Regions from separate parts of the Sus scrofa genome. Here region 2 is linked to region 1. Evidence: chromatin contacts called from public HiChIP or PLAC-seq data. All regions are on one chromosome and are shown on one strand. Each heading gives the region's core, a stretch centred on a gene start, on an enhancer-like site or on the middle of the called end of the contact. The rest is flanking DNA. Distances are from core to core; before and after follow the strand shown.

What was found. HiChIP or PLAC-seq counts read pairs in DNA pulled down with a chosen protein or histone mark.
Region 2: an H3K27ac HiChIP or PLAC-seq map of skeletal muscle shows a contact between it and region 1. The contact joins two enhancer-like sites. A contact is called at or near these places in 19 of 47 Hi-C or Micro-C datasets (adipose tissue, blood, brain and 12 more) and 2 of 2 datasets of contacts at active chromatin or transcription factors (alveolar macrophages and skeletal muscle).

What each region holds. Positions count from the first base shown.
Region 1 is chr17:38,481,953-38,489,567 of Sscrofa11.1, reverse strand. It overlaps EDEM2 (ER degradation-enhancing alpha-mannosidase-like protein 2), which reads left to right. Exons shown (of 11, transcript XM_003359958.5): 10 at 2,704-2,825; 11 at 5,815-6,378. The coding sequence ends at 6,315. Among named protein-coding and RNA genes, the nearest start is that of TRPC4AP, 17 kb to the right of the region's middle. Within about 2 kb of position 2,882, at least 5 of the 83 cell types and tissues checked have an H3K27ac peak or open chromatin away from gene starts, as enhancers often do. A contact at or near this core is called in skeletal muscle, where this site is marked.
Region 2 is chr17:38,552,352-38,559,966 of Sscrofa11.1, reverse strand. No RefSeq gene overlaps it. Among named protein-coding and RNA genes, the nearest start is that of PROCR, 23 kb to the right of the region's middle. Within about 2 kb of position 4,731, at least 7 of the 83 cell types and tissues checked have an H3K27ac peak or open chromatin away from gene starts, as enhancers often do. A contact at or near this core is called in skeletal muscle, where this site is marked.

The sequences.
Region 1 (7,615 bases), core at 1,633-4,132:
GCCCCCCAAATAAGTTATGTTACTATTGTTTTAGGCTCTTCCCACCTGAATGCCTTTCAGATGTGGGGTGGGCCTTCTAGTAGCTTCTGCCCATTCTGCCCTTCTCTACCCCATTTCCTTCCTCCTCTTACCCTCTAATCCTTTAAATGATTGTTGTAGGGGTCCTGGAGGGGGAACAGAAGAGGAAGTAAAACAGCAACTGGAAAGAGCAAATTAGGCACTTTTGATTCCTTAGGGGTTGCCATTTTTAGTATTTCTCATGCATTTATTCATTTTTGTTGTTGTTGTTTGTTTTTTTCTTTTTAGGGCCACACCCACAGCATATGAACGTTCCCAGGCTAGGGGTCAATTCAGAGCTGCAGCTGCCGGTCTGCACCACAGCCACAGCAACGGGGAATCTGAGCTGCATCTGCAACCTACACCATAGCTCACAGCAATGCCAGATCCCACTGAGCGAGGCCAGGGATCGAACCTGCGTTCTCATGGATACTAGTTGGGTTCATTACCGCTGAGCCACAATGGGAACTCCTTGTTTTTTTGTTTTTTTTTTTTTAAAAAAGCAAATGCTCAGATGGTATTGTATCCCGTGTTACCAATAGATGAGATGAAGACAGTTTAAGATTAAATGTAAGACAGACTTGTGCATTCTTAGGGTTAGAGGGAACCTGAGAGGTCTTCTGATGGAAATCCCCCTGTAATAGCCCGGCCAAGTGGTTTTGTTGTCTTTGTTCAGTTACCACCAGTTGCAGGAGGCTCACTACTTGTAGAGGCAATCTGTTCTGTTTGCAGGATAGGCTGGCAGGAAGGCACAGTGGAAAGGAAGGCACCACAGCCAGGCATCCAGGAATGCCTTAGTCCAGTGACCCTTCCTACCCCAAAGCAATAGCAAATGGGAGATAAGTGCTATTCTATAATTAGATAGGCCAGTGCCTGCCACCCTGGTCCATGTATCTGACCAGCAGTGCTGGAGCACTGAACCAAGCCTAAAAGCCTCTGTGGGCCATTACTTCCCCCTAAGTCCAAATCTAAGCTTTGGGCTGTCACCCTCTTCTAAAGAGTTGGCCAGATATACAGAAAATTAAAGCAGTCATTAGCCTATGCAGGCCCATGTGAGTAAGAGAAAACGAGAAATGAGATGCTTGGTCCTGGCTACACTGAGCCAGCCAGCTGCCAGAAGCATAAGGAGAAGCCTCCCATGAGGCCACCGTCTTTTCTGTCTTTGAACACGCACAGTGTGTTCATCTGCTAGTAAATGTACCCCAGTCTGTGTCTTAGAATATTTGCAGTTAGATTAGCAGGTGTCTGGAGGCCTGTGGGATAAAGGGAAAGGAGAAGTAGGAGAAAACTGGGGAGATAGGCGGCAATCTTCTCTCCAAAAATAAGAAATAGAGTTTGAGGTAATAAATCAAAAGCGAGAAAAGTGCCGATCAAGGGCCAGGAGGAAACAGGAAGTAGAACATCAGGAGGAGAGGTTGGTATAGGGAGGGGTGAGGCATTCTTTCTTCTCCGAGAAAAGACAGTAAAGAAGTTGGAAGTCTGGAGTCCCCATTGTGGCTCAGCAGTAATGAACCCAACTAGTATCATGAGGACGAGGCTTTGATCCCTGGCCTCACTCAGTGGGTTAAGGATCCAGCGCTGCCGTGAGCTGTGGTGTAGGTCATAGATGTGGCTCGGATCTGGCGTTGCTGTGGCTGTGGTGTAGGCCAGCGACTGCAGCTTCAATTTGATCCCTAACCCCTAACCCCTAAATTGATTCCAAATATTTGAAATTCCATGTGCTGCATATACAGCCCTGGAAAGCAAAAAATAAAAAAAAGCAAAAGTGGGAAGTCTATGGAATTGTAGCTTCTACCCACTGGGCCCACCCTAGAGGTCAAATCTTTCATTTCCATAATAGCTCTAGATATCTGAAAGCTGTAAACACATTTTGCTGCGTTTTCATTTCTCTGGAATGAATATTCTCATCTGGACCAGCTCCCGTTGGCTAATAGCCATCTTATGACGGGATCCATGTCTAAGCATCAAATTCCAGGTGTGGTGTAGAGTAGGGTAAGACTCTTGACTTGTTCTGGGCACAGTGAACTGATGGCAGCATCTTGGCTAGATTGAAAGTTGATTCCTGAATATCTTCACCTTCATCTTTTTGTCCATCCTAGCTTGGAAAGAGCTTTATAATGACAGGCTCATGCTCTAAGTTTTAGGATTGGGTTAGGTTGTAAGTGACAGAGAAAAAGTAGTAGCTTAATTCAAATATAAATTTATTTCCCTCTGATTTTCTGGTCCTGTATGGCTGTCTTTGGTGTCAGGGATGTTAATCCCACACTGACTACTGGGAACAGTTGTTAGTCCAGGCAGTCTTGTGCTTGGGTAAAGTTAGCTATTCAGTTACTAAGGAAGAAGGAAGGAATAGATATTGGGAGATAGGCAGCAACCTCTGTCACCCTCCCTGTCTCAGAGCCTGGCTGCCTGGCCCCTCTTGGAATGGGAGTCGAAGGTCTGTTTTAATGCTGGTTTTCACAAAGCTTCAGACTTTGGGTATATACTGGCTCTGAAGATTAGTATTAAATGAGTTGTCCTAGGTTCCCCCTTCATTGGGACCCCGTGGACAAGGTATGGTGGGAGGAGCCCCTCACTGCCCCAGGCAGGCCCCAGGCCTTCCCTGATCAGCCACTGGGTGAGCAGGGTCTGTCTTGAACTTTGCAGAACTCATTGAGAGCGCAATGTATCTCTACCGTGCTACGGGGGACCCCACCCTCTTAGAACTCGGAAGAGATGCTGTGGAATCCATCGAAAAAATCAGCAAGGTGGAATGTGGATTTGCCACAGTAAGTGTTTCCATGGGCCCGAGAGTTGGGAAATGTCTCCCCCTGCTGCCAGGGAGCCTCTGGAATATTAGCACTGGAAGGGACCTTAGAGATGTAAGTAATACCTTTATTTATAGGTGGAGAGACAGGAACAGAAGCTGAGAGCCTTGCTAGAGGTCTCGGAGCTAATGCAGGTTGAGTTGGGATTAGTTCCCAGGGGTCTTGACTCCATGGCCTTGGATTCTCTGTGCTTTGGAGTCCTTTAGCTGTCTGAATAGGCTACTTTGCAAGGGTGAGTTTCATGAAACATTTTGTGAAAAGGCCTATAAAATGGATTATTGAAGAGAAATACAGAGTTCCGTAGCCTTATGTGCAAACCCAGGGGTCATTAAAAACAGCCTTACTGGGTCTTCCAGATATTTATGAGTGGCTTTCACAGGCTAGGCGGTTATAGCCGTGAAGAAAAACCAAGCCCTGAGCTGACATTTTAGTAGGAAAAACAGTGAATGTCCATCTAGGAGACAGAAGGAAGGCCCATGTGGTTGGAAAGGTGTGAGCAAGGAGGAAGTGGGGGGAGATGCAGTCCCCAAGGTCAGCAGGGGCCAGATCATGTAGGGCCCTGGGGAAGAGTTTGGATTTTGTTCTGCTTGGCATGAGAAGCCTGGTTAGGATTTACAGCAGAGCAGAGATATGTCTGATTTGTAGTTTAGAAAGATCCACCCTGGCTGCTCTGTGCAGAATGGATTGAAAGAGTCAAGGATGAAAGCCATGTCACATCCTTAGAGGACCCAAGCAGGCAAGATGTAAACAGTGGTTACGGACATGGAAAAACCAGATGTGTCAGCAAATATCATGGAAGAAAATTCACCAAAAAGCCCATAGAGGTTTTTTTAGGGTGTGGTATTAAAAACAAAAACCCTTCTTTTTCAAAAAGTTGTAACATGATTATATTCCAAAAGTAAAACACAGATACTTATTTTTAAAGAAAAGACCTATATGTGTAGGAGAAATATAAAGCAATGATATGTTTTAGTTTCTAATATGCTGTATTTTGTGAAAAGCCAAAGTGGATGAGCCCGTTGGGGCTTTAGGAACTCTTGATTTATTTCCACGAAAATGAAGCCTTTGGAGCCCTTCCAAAATGAATGATGGGAATAGGCGTCTGACTCCTTGGACTCTGGCAAACAGGACAAGAGAACAATAATTTTTGGTACTTCAAGTCCATATTTTAGTCATTTTTTTGTGTAAAATAGATATCTACTGAGAATTAGTTTTATTTAAAAAAATACATTGCTCAATCTGAGAAGCTAAAATAAATGGATGTAGCAAGTAAACTTACTCAGCCCTGATTGTAAACTCAGTATGAATTTTTCTTCATAAAGACTCCTAATTAGTTGCTCATAAAGAGCAAAAATCCTGATAACCACCTTCGTGTCCATTAAGTGAGGATGAGATAAGTAAATGATGCTACATTTAAAAAAAATAAGGCATTCCCATTGTCCATCAGTGGTAATGAACCTGACTAGTGTCACTGAGGACTCAGGTTCGATCCCTGGCCCCGCTCACTGGGTTAAGGATCCAGCGTTGCTGTTAGCTGTGATGTAGGTCACAGACATGGCTTGGATCTGGTGTTGCTGTGGCTGTGCTGTAGGCCAGCAGCTGCAGATCCAGTTCAGCCCCTAGCCTGGGAACTTTCTTATGCCAAGGGTGTGGCCTTAAAAAAAAAAAAAGAAGATTAAATTTTTACATCATTAAAAGTCAGTGTTTAGAATCCCAAAAGGATAAGATAAAGGGGGTAGGAGATTATTATAACATGTGGGAGGCCAGGGAAGACCATTCAGATGAGGCAGCAATTGAGCAGAGGCTTGACGGAAGTGAAGGAGCTGACAGGGAGGATGTCTGAAGGAGAAGTGCTCCAGGCTGAAAAAACAACAGTGTATAGAACTAGGGGTGGGCGTGTGCTTGCTCACCCAAGAGAAGGGCTGTGTGGCTGGATCTCTGGGAGCCAGGGAGAGAGCAGGAAGAGATGGCCAGGGAGGGGCAGGAGCCAAATCACAAAGGACCTGTTAGGACTTTGATTTTTTTTTCTTTTTTGCTTTTTTAAGGCCGCACCCATGGCGTATGGAAGTTCCCAGGCTAGGGGTTGAATTGGAGCTATAGGTACTAACCTACACTGCAGCTCACAGCAGCTCCAGATCCCCGACCCACTGAGCAAGGCCAGGGATCTAACCCAAATCTTCATGGATACTAGTCAGAGTCAATTCCACTGCACCACAATGGGAGCTCCTGATAGGGGCTCTGATTTTATTTGATTTTAGTTTTAAAAATTTTTTTGGAATATAGTTGACTTACAGAATTGCGTTAATTTTAAGCATACCACCAAATAAGTCAGTTATGCATGTACATATATCCATTCCTTTTCAGATGATTTTAGCATATAGGTTATTACGCAGTATTGAGTCAATTTCCCTGTGCTATCCAGTAGGTCCTTGTGACCCGCCCGTTTTATATCTACTCGTGTATGTCAGTCCCAACCTCCTAATTTATCTCTCCTTCCTCCACATTTCCCCTTTGGTAAACATAGGTTTGGTTTTGAAATCTTAGAGTCTGTTTCGGTTTTATAAGTTCTATTTTATCATTTCTATTAGGTTCCACGTGTTATATGGAATATGTTATCTTGTATGATATTTGTCTTTAGAAAGAGAGAAGGACTTTGACGTTAGTCTGTAGGAAGTGGGATATAAACAGAGGGTTTTCCGTGGACGAGTGACAGGTAAGACTGGTTATATAAACATCCTTTAGGGTGGAAATGGAAGCCCACGGACAGTTGTGATGACCCTGGGTAAGAGATGGTGCCGACTGGGAAAGGGCAAAGCTCTGAAGAGTTAAGCGATTCATCCAAAGGCCCTCAGCCCCTTAGTGGGAGAATAGGAATGCCTAACGGGGTCCCCTGACGCTTTCTGCTGCACTGTGATGCTGTCCTGATTTGCTTCCCTCTCCCACATGGCAGATCAAAGATCTGCGAGACCACAAGCTTGACAACCGTATGGAGTCTTTCTTCCTGGCCGAGACTGTGAAATACCTCTACCTGCTGTTTGACCCTTCCAACTTCATCCACAACAATGGTTCCACCTTTGATGTGGTGATAACCCCCTATGGGGAGTGCATCCTGGGAGCTGGGGGTTACATCTTCAACACAGAAGCGCACCCCATCGACCCTGCTGCCCTGCACTGTTGCCGGAGGCTGAAGGAAGAGCAGTGGGAAGTGGAAGATTTGATGAGGGAATTCTACTCTCTCAAACGGAATAGGTCGAGATTTCACAAAAAATCTATGAGCTCTGGGCCATGGGAACCCCCAACAGGGCCAGGAACATTCTCCTCCTCTGAAAACCATGACCAGGCAAGGGAGAAGAAGCCTGCCAAGAGGAAAATCCCACTTCTCAGCTGCCCTAGTCGGCCCTTTACCTCGAAGTTGGCATTACTGGGACAGGTTTTCCTAGACTCCTCATAACCACTGGATGACTTTTTTGTTTTTGAAACTAAACTATAACAATAAATCTACTTTTGACTATCATGGTTTCCTATTTTACATAATGGGTTGTTTCATGAGATTTCATTCAAAGGACAGATTCCTGGCTAAAAACAATTGCAAATCTAGTTTGTTTTTCTTATACAATTGAAGACGCAGCTAAACTTTTTTTTTTTTTTTTTGTCTTTTGTCTTTTTGTTGTTGTTGTTGTTGCTATTTCTTGGGCCGCTCCCGCGGCATATGGAGGTTCCCAGGCTAGGGGTTGAATCGGAGCTGTAGCCACCGGCCTACGCCAGAGCCACAGCAACGTGGGATCCGAGCCGCATCTGCAACCTACACCACAGCTCACGGCAACGCCGGATCGTTAACCCACTGAGCAAGGGCAGGGACCAAACCCGCAACCTCATGGTTCCTAGTCGGATTCGTTAACCACTGAGCCACGACGGGAACTCCGCAGCTAAACTTAAGGTCAGCTGGCCCCAAAGACCCCAGTGGTTGGTAGTTGAATCTCAGGAGTTCCCTGGTGGCCTAGTGGTTAAGGATTTGGCATTGTCACTGCTGTGGCTCTGGTTCGATCCCTGGCCTGGGAACTTCCACATGTCATGGGCGTGGACAAAAAAAGATACTTGAATCTCCCTTCCTTTCAAGGTTCCCATTTTCTGGATCTTCGAGGAAGGTGTTATATTTGTCAGTTCTTTTGGAGGGGGTTCATTTTTTTTTAATTGACGTAGAGTTGATTTACAATATTATATAAGTTCCAAATGTACAACCTAGTGGTCAGATATTTTTAATACTTAACAAAATGTTCACCACAGTAAGTTTAGTTATCATCTGTCACCATTCAAAGTTATTACAGTAGTATTGATTGTATTCTCTAGGCTATACGTTACATACTGTGACTTATTTTATTTTTTTTATTTTTTGCCTTTTTTTCTAGGGCCGCTCCCGCGGCATATGGAGGTTCCCAGGCTAGGGGTCCAATCGGAGCTGTAGCTGCCGGCCTACACCACAGCCACAGCAATGCCAGATCTGAGCCACATCTGCGACCTACCCCACAGCTCACGTCAGTGCCGGATCCTTAACCCACTGAGTGAGACCAGGAATCGAACCCACAACCTCATGGTTCCTAGTCAGATTTGTTAACCACTGAGACATGACGGGAACTCCTGTGAATTATTTTATAACTGGAAGTTTGTACTTCTTATTCTCCCTCACCTATTTCACTCCCCCCTACCCTTCTTTTCCTCTGGAAAAAAACCAGTTTGTTCTCTGTATCTATGAG
Region 2 (7,615 bases), core at 3,482-5,981, 69 kb before region 1:
GATCGAACCCACCTCCTCATAGATACTAGTCGGGTTTGTTACCACTGAGACACAACAGGAACTCCCTAACCTATTTTATTTTTTATTTGAAAAAATTTTTTGGTCTTTTTAGGGCCATGCCTGTGGCATGTGGAGGTTCCCAGGCTAGGGGTCGAATCAGCACTGTAACTGCTGGCCTAGGCCACAGCCACAGCAATGCAGGATCCAAGCCATGTCTGTGACCTACACCACAGCTAAAGGCAACACTGGATCCTTAACCCACTGAGCTAGGCCAGGGATCAAACCCCTGTCCTCACAGATACCAGTCAGGTTTGAGCCATGGCAGGAACTCTCTATTTTATTTTTGGCTATGCTCATGGCATGCAGAAGTTCGAACCTGTGCCAGGAGTTGAACCTGTGCCACGGCAGTGACAACACTGGATCCTTAACCACTAGACCACCAGAGGACTCCTATTCAGCTTCTTAAAAAAAACAAACAAACAAAAAAACTTCTCTTAACCCCACAACCTCCTTTAGATACGTAATCCCATACTTTTCCTAATACCCTTAATTAATACTCCATTGTATACCTTACTTCTTCTGCTCCCCTATAAAACAAGCCAGCTCCTCAAGGGAGTTCTTTATACTCACTCTCTCAAATTAGTTTCCTGACTTTCTTTCTTGATCCCACTCCAATAAGGCTTTGGCCCCCACCACCCCACCCAAATTGCTCTTACAAGTCCCCAGTGACCTCCATCAGTGATCAATTGTCAATCCTTACCTTACTCCACCTCTAGGAACATCTGTTACAGTTCATCCCTTCCTCCCAGAATCTTTCTCACCTAGCTTCTGAGTACCACTCTCTCTTGGTTCTCTTCATACCTCCTTGGCCACTTCTCAGTTTCCTTTCTTGGCATCCCTCAAGCCCCAATCTTTAGAGGCTGGAGCACCCCCAGGGAGTGGTCCTCAGGTGTTTTCTCTGTCTTCACTGTACCTTAGGTGATCACATCCAGCTTCATGGATTTACACATCTTCTATATGGTGAGCTCCCAAATTTAAGTCTCCAGCCTAGACTTGTCCCCTGAATTTCAGACGTGCATACCAACTACCGATTAGCATTTCTGCTTGAATGTAAATACTCAAAAGTATCAATACAATGTTAATAAGTATCTTATTAAAGATCAAACTTAATGTGTACAAAATTGATCTATTTCCCACCAAAACCTACTTCTCCTATAGTTTCCCCCTTTCAACAGATGACAACTCTTATCTCCAGTTGCCCAGACCAAAAACCTCAGGGTTCTATCTTTTGAACTCAGACTTTATTGAAACATAATACTAATACAGAAAAGTATACACATTATAAGTGTATAACTCAATAACTGTTCACGAAGTGGTCACATTTATTAGCAGCACGGTGTAACCAACTGAACTAACTGACCAATTGCATGAGCAGATTTAAATTGTCAGCACTCAGATGAATAAACAGACCGTTACCCCCCAGAGCCCTCATTTCCCCCTTCTAATCAAGGGTAACCAATATCCTGACTTTTTTTTTTTTTGTCATTTTAAGGCTGCATTGGCAGCATATAAAAGTTTCCAGGCTAGGGGGTCAAATTGGAGCTATACCTGCCGGCCTATGCCACAGCAACACCAGATCCAAGCCAAATCGAATCTGTGACCTACACCAAAGCTTGGGGCAACACCAGATCCCTAACCCACTAAGCAAGGCCAGGGATCGAACTTAAATCCTCATGGATACTAGTCAACTAGCTGAACCACGATGGGAACTCCACCAAATCCTGACTTTGTACATCACCATGGGCTAATTCTTTGTGTCTTTGAAGTTTATGTAAGTGGAATCAGGAAGTATATACTTTTTTGTGTGTCTGGCTTCATTTGCGCAACATTGTATTCACAAGATGTATTCATAATAAGCGTGTAATATAAGTTTGTCCATTCTCATTGCTGTATATTCTATCATGTACATATGGTATAATCTATTCAATCACTCTATTCTTGACAGGTGTTTGGATAGTTTCCACTTTGGGGCTATCGCAAATAATGCTGCTGTGACCAAACATCTATGTATTTTTTATTGGATATATGTACGTGTTTCCCTGAAGAATATATACTCAGCTTTAGTAGATACTGTCAGTTCTCCAAAGTGGTTGTACCAGTTTACATCACCCACAGAAAAGTATTAGGGGTCTAGTTATCTGACATCTTCACCAATACTATCTTTCCCTCCCTCTCTCCTTCCTGCCCTCTCAAGTTTTGTCTTTTTTAAAAAAATACTATTTGGGTAGGTAAGTAGTGGCATCATAATGTGGCTTTAGTTTGCATTTCTTTTCTTTCTCTCTCTCTCTCTTTTTTTTTTTTTTTTTTGTCTTTTGTCTTTTGTCTTTTTAGGGCTGCACCCACAGCATATGGAGGTTCCCAGGCTAGGGGTCTAATCAGAACTGTAGCCACTGGCCTACACCAGAGCCACAGCAATGCCAGATCCAAGCCGCATCTGCAACCTACGCCACAGCTCATGGCAATGCTGGATCCTTAACCCACTGAGCAAGGCCAGGGATCGAACCTGCAACCTCATGGTTCCTAGTCGGATTTGTTTCCGCTGTGCCACAATGGGAACTCCTAGTTTGCATTTCTTAGAGTCCCTTTTTTATTCCTCTGTTTCTCTTATACCCACATCCGACCTGTCAGCAAATTCTATCAACTCTGTCTTCTTCTTCTTTTTTTTTTTTTTTCTTTTTTTTTGTCTTTTTGTTTTTCTAGGGCCACACCTGTGACATATGGAAGTTCCCAGGCTAGGGGTCTAATTGGAGCTGTAGCCACTGGCCTACGCCAGAGCCACAGCAACTTGGGATCTGAGCCACGTCTGCGACCTACACCACAGCTCACGGCAACGCCGGATCCTTAACCCACTGAGTGAGGCCAGGGATCAAACCTGCAACCTCGCAGTTCCTAGTTAGATTTGTTAACCACTGAGCCACGATGGGAATTCCTAGCTCTGTCTTCTTAGTATGTCCAAAATCCAAGTATTTTCACCTTCTCTACTGCAGACACCCTGGTCCATGGCATCATCATTTTTCACCCATGTTATGATAGTAGCCTCATACCAGGTTGTGTGTGTCCTTGGGTCTCCCTGAATGTGTCTTTTGCTCCTGAGCTCTATTTCTTCCATGGTGGCCACAGTAATGCTCTTCAAACAAAAGTCAGATCATGTCACTCCTCTTCTCCAAAGCCTCCAATGGCTTCCCATCTCAGAATAAAAATCAAAGTAGTTATAATTGGCATACAAAGCCCTATGTGATTCGCCTCCTGCTACTTCTCTCCTCTTTGCCCACACACTCTAGATAAACTGGCCTCCTTGTTCACCAGATAAACCAGACTTACTCCTCTGCACTTTGGCACTTGTCCCATCTACTTAGATTAGACTCTTCTTCCCATAGCCATGTGATGGCTCACTCTCTTGATCCCTTTAGAACTCTGCTCAACGGTCATCCTATTTTAGAGGTCTGCCCTGACTGTGCTGAATAAAACAGCAACTCAGCAACCCCTGGCACACATGATCCCTTTATGATTATACCTTACCTCCTTTTCTTTACTTTCTTTCTTTTTTGTTTTTGTTTTTGTTTTTGTTTTTTTGTCTTTTCTAGCGTCGCACCCACGGCATATGGAGATTCCCAGGCTAGGGGTCTAATCGGAGCTGTAGCCCCTGGCCTACACCAGAGCCACAGCAACACGGGATCCGAGCTGCATCTGTGACCTATGCCACAGCTCATGGCAATGCCGGATCATTAACCCACTGAGCAAGGCCAGGGATCGAACCTGCAACCTCATGGTTCCTAATCGTATTTGTTAACCACTGAGCCACTACAGGAACTCCTCCTTTTCTTTTTTTAATTTTTATTTTTCCTCCTTTACTTTTCTACCTAGCACTTCTTATCACTGACATTTTAAAACTTTACTTGTTTATTGTCTCTCTTTCCCAGTAGACAGGAAGTTCTACCAGGATAAGGTCATCATTTTGTTCTCTGCTGCATTCCCAGCTCCTCAGATAATATCTGAAATATCGTAGACACTCAATAAATATTTTTGAAATAAATTCACATAAATTGACAAGTCATGTTTAAGTCCAGAAGAGTAATAATAGGATACTAAAAAGTCATATCACATAAGGAATCTTGAGGGAGGTGGAGATGTTTAACCTAGAGAAGAGAAGATTTGGGCCAACAGGATCACTGTCTTTCAAATATGCAGGGCTGTCACATGTGGTTTCAGAGATCAGCACTTGGAGCTGACCCGCCTGAATACTTGTAGTGACAGAGAGCTCACTGCTTTTTAAAGCAACCAGTTCCATTATTGGATTGTTCTATTAGAAAATTATATTGGTGCCTGCTTCGGCAGCACATATACTAAAATTGGAATGGTATGGAAAAGATCAGCATGGCCCCTGCACAAGGATGACACACAAATTCTTGAAGTATTCCATATTTTTCATTTTCCTCTTAGTACTTATGTGAGACTGTTACTAACCCCCAGGTAGCTCTCTCTGGGCAGGGACAGGAAGAGCTCAGGTGGGTTGTGTGACAGGCTGGGGGGAAAGGAGAGTGTCCCATCTCAGGGACAGACTCACAGCCTGGGGGCACGAGATCTGGAACCATGGGGCTTTGGGGGTAGAGCCCAAGCCTGGGCTTTGTTGCCCAGAGCAGTGGTGAGGTTGGAAATCCAGTTCACCTCAAATAGACATGCAGTGTGAGCTCGCTTGCCAAGGGCCAGCTGACCTGCTGGAAGAGCTGCGAGAGCTCACAGAGTTGAAACCTGTGGAATGAAGCCAGGGAAAGAGGCCGGGGCATGCGCGTCAGGAATCTGGCACACTGAATATTCTGTGCCCTCCAGGTTGGAGTGGCAGCTGTCATAGCACAGGATCGGGGCCCCGAATTTCCCCTCAATCTGTCACCAACTCACTACACTTGTCCCTGCCTCCTTGTCTATAAACTAGACCAGATCCCAATGCCATTCCGGTGCTGAGAATCCAGCATTTGGACAAGCCACCACGAGGGGTGTCCTTCCAAGCCTCTTTCCCTTTCCTCCCTCTCTAGTTAGAGAACTTGGGGTTTGCCGATTGTTTGGATTTTTTTTTTCTTCCTGCAATTGTGTGTGTGTCGTTGTGGGTGAAGAAAAACAGACTGTCCAGATGGAAATGGTGAAGAGGGGAGAAGAGTTCATCTCCAAGAGCAAAGATTTGACAGCAATTTTCCTAAAGTGACTCAGGCATACCAGTAACAACTCTTGCTGCAATTTTATTTTATTTTTTTTTGTCTTTTTGCCTTTTCTTGAGCTGCTCCCTTGGTATATGGAGGTTCCCAGGCTAGGGGTTTAATTGGAGCTGTAGCCACCGGCCTACACCAGAACCACAGCAACGCAGGATCCGAGCCAGGTCTGCGACCCACACTACAGCTCACAGCAATGCCGGATCCTTAACCCACTGAGCAAGGCCAGGGATTGAACCCAAAACCTTATGGTTCCTAGTCGGATTCGTTAACCACTGTGCCACGACAGGAACTCCTGCAATTTTATTTTTATTTCACTTGAGAAATGAAGATTTCTTCCAAACCAAAAAAAAAAAAAAAAAAAAAAGAAAGAAAGAAAGTTATACTGAATTAACATTTATTTCTCTCTGATTTCCTCTTACTCATTCATTAATTTGTTCTCTGGAGCTCCATAGACCAAATCTCATTCCCTCTTCATCTGTAACTGATGAAATGAGACGTCAGATAGGATGCTTGAGGCAATTCAAAACAAAACATAACAAAAATAATAGGACTTTTGTTTTGCAGGAAGGAATGTTTGTGCTGAAAAATGGCAGGCTTAAAAAACATTAAGGGTTTTGTTGTTGGTTGGTTGTTTTGGTGGGAAGGGGTGGCAAGATTGTGAGAGGAAAGAGGGAGATGAATTGAAGGGTCAGGTGAGGAATCTTGGGGAGAAGGACAGAAATGTTTAAAGGAGAATTTGATGAAGTTTTTGCTGCATGGAACATGATGAACATTTTTACCAGGCTCTCCATTAAGCAGTGAGTGAAGGATCCCTGCATTGCAGAGTCGGATCTGTTTGGAGGGATATAGAGAAGTCTGGAGAATGGTGAGTGTGGAGCAAGACTGAGGCTGCCCACAACATGGCTGTTTGATTCAAGTCCATGTACACCAGTCCTCAGGTATAGGAAGGGATATCAGAGGAAGGAGAGTTTTGGATTCCATACACTAGATATGAGAACAATAACATCTGCCAGGAAATGCAGATAATACCTGCCCTCCTTTCCTAATAAACTTGTTCAGCAGATCAATAAAATCTTTAACGAGATAACAGAATAAAAATGTTTCTGTAATGATAAAATTGTATATAAGAGGAATTGTTATCATTAAAGTAAGCAGAAGACTGGATGAAGTAACTTCCTTTCTCAAAAATCATCAAATTATTCGTTCATCTAGCCATTCGTTGTCTCACTTCTAAATCCCTGGCACTGTTCTAGATACTAAGGCTACAAAGATGAACGAGGGTGTTTTATTTCCCTAGAGGAGGAACTAGTTAACTACTATCCATTGAATTAAGTATCACTTCTTAGTGTGGCCTTCTTAAGCTGGTACTCAAATGGCCCATTTCATCCCACAACTTTTCCTCACATAAACTACATTCAGAGCAACCACAGGAGACCATTTACTATGCTGCAAACCTAAGGTGCACTTTCACCCTCTTTTCCTTTATGTTGTTCTATCCACCCAGAATCCACTCATTATTCATTCATTGAACAAACATGTATTGCACTCTTCCCTTGTGTTGGGTATTTTGCTGGACATCTCAGGAACATGTGGATAAATAAAGTATAATTTCTACCCTCAAAGAGCTTAGCCTAAGAGGGGAAAACAAATCCTTCCCCTCCTTTTTCGAGGCATGTGGAAATTCTGGGGCCAGGGATTGAACTCATGCCACAGGAGTCACCCGAGCCATGGCAATGACAAAGCTGGATCCTTAACCTGCTGAGCCACCAGGGAACTTCCTTTCCCCTCTTTATCTAATGAAGTTCTTCTCTTCCTTCAAGGCCTAGAAGAAACGAATGGACCTTGTGTAGCTTTCCCTGACCCCTTTCCATCAGTATACAGCTTATAATTACTTTGTACCATTTTCATACCTTCTGTATGAAAATAAGTTGTTTTATATGCCTCTCCTTATACACTATAAACTCCTGACAGGGATCATGGTTTACCCATTTTTGCATCTCCGAGAGCAGTTAGCATGATGCTTTACATAAAATAGGCCCCAGCAACAGTTGATTGAATTGGAAGAAGAATAAAGTATAGAAACCTAAACCTCACATCTGGCAGGAGGCACAAATTCAAAACATACATTTGAACTGAATTAAAAGGCGGAGGAAGACAATAAGCCATCCACTCAGAGGGAGGCTCTTAGAAATATGCTAAGGAGTCACTTGTTTAGATTTATTCCAGATTTGTTTATTTCTTGTGTAAACTTCAAACCAGCCCCCAGCAGTCTGACTACTGGGACAAGCCAAACATTCAGAAGTTGTTCCAAGAAGAAGAATGGAACTTTTGGAACTTTTATGGTAGCCCAA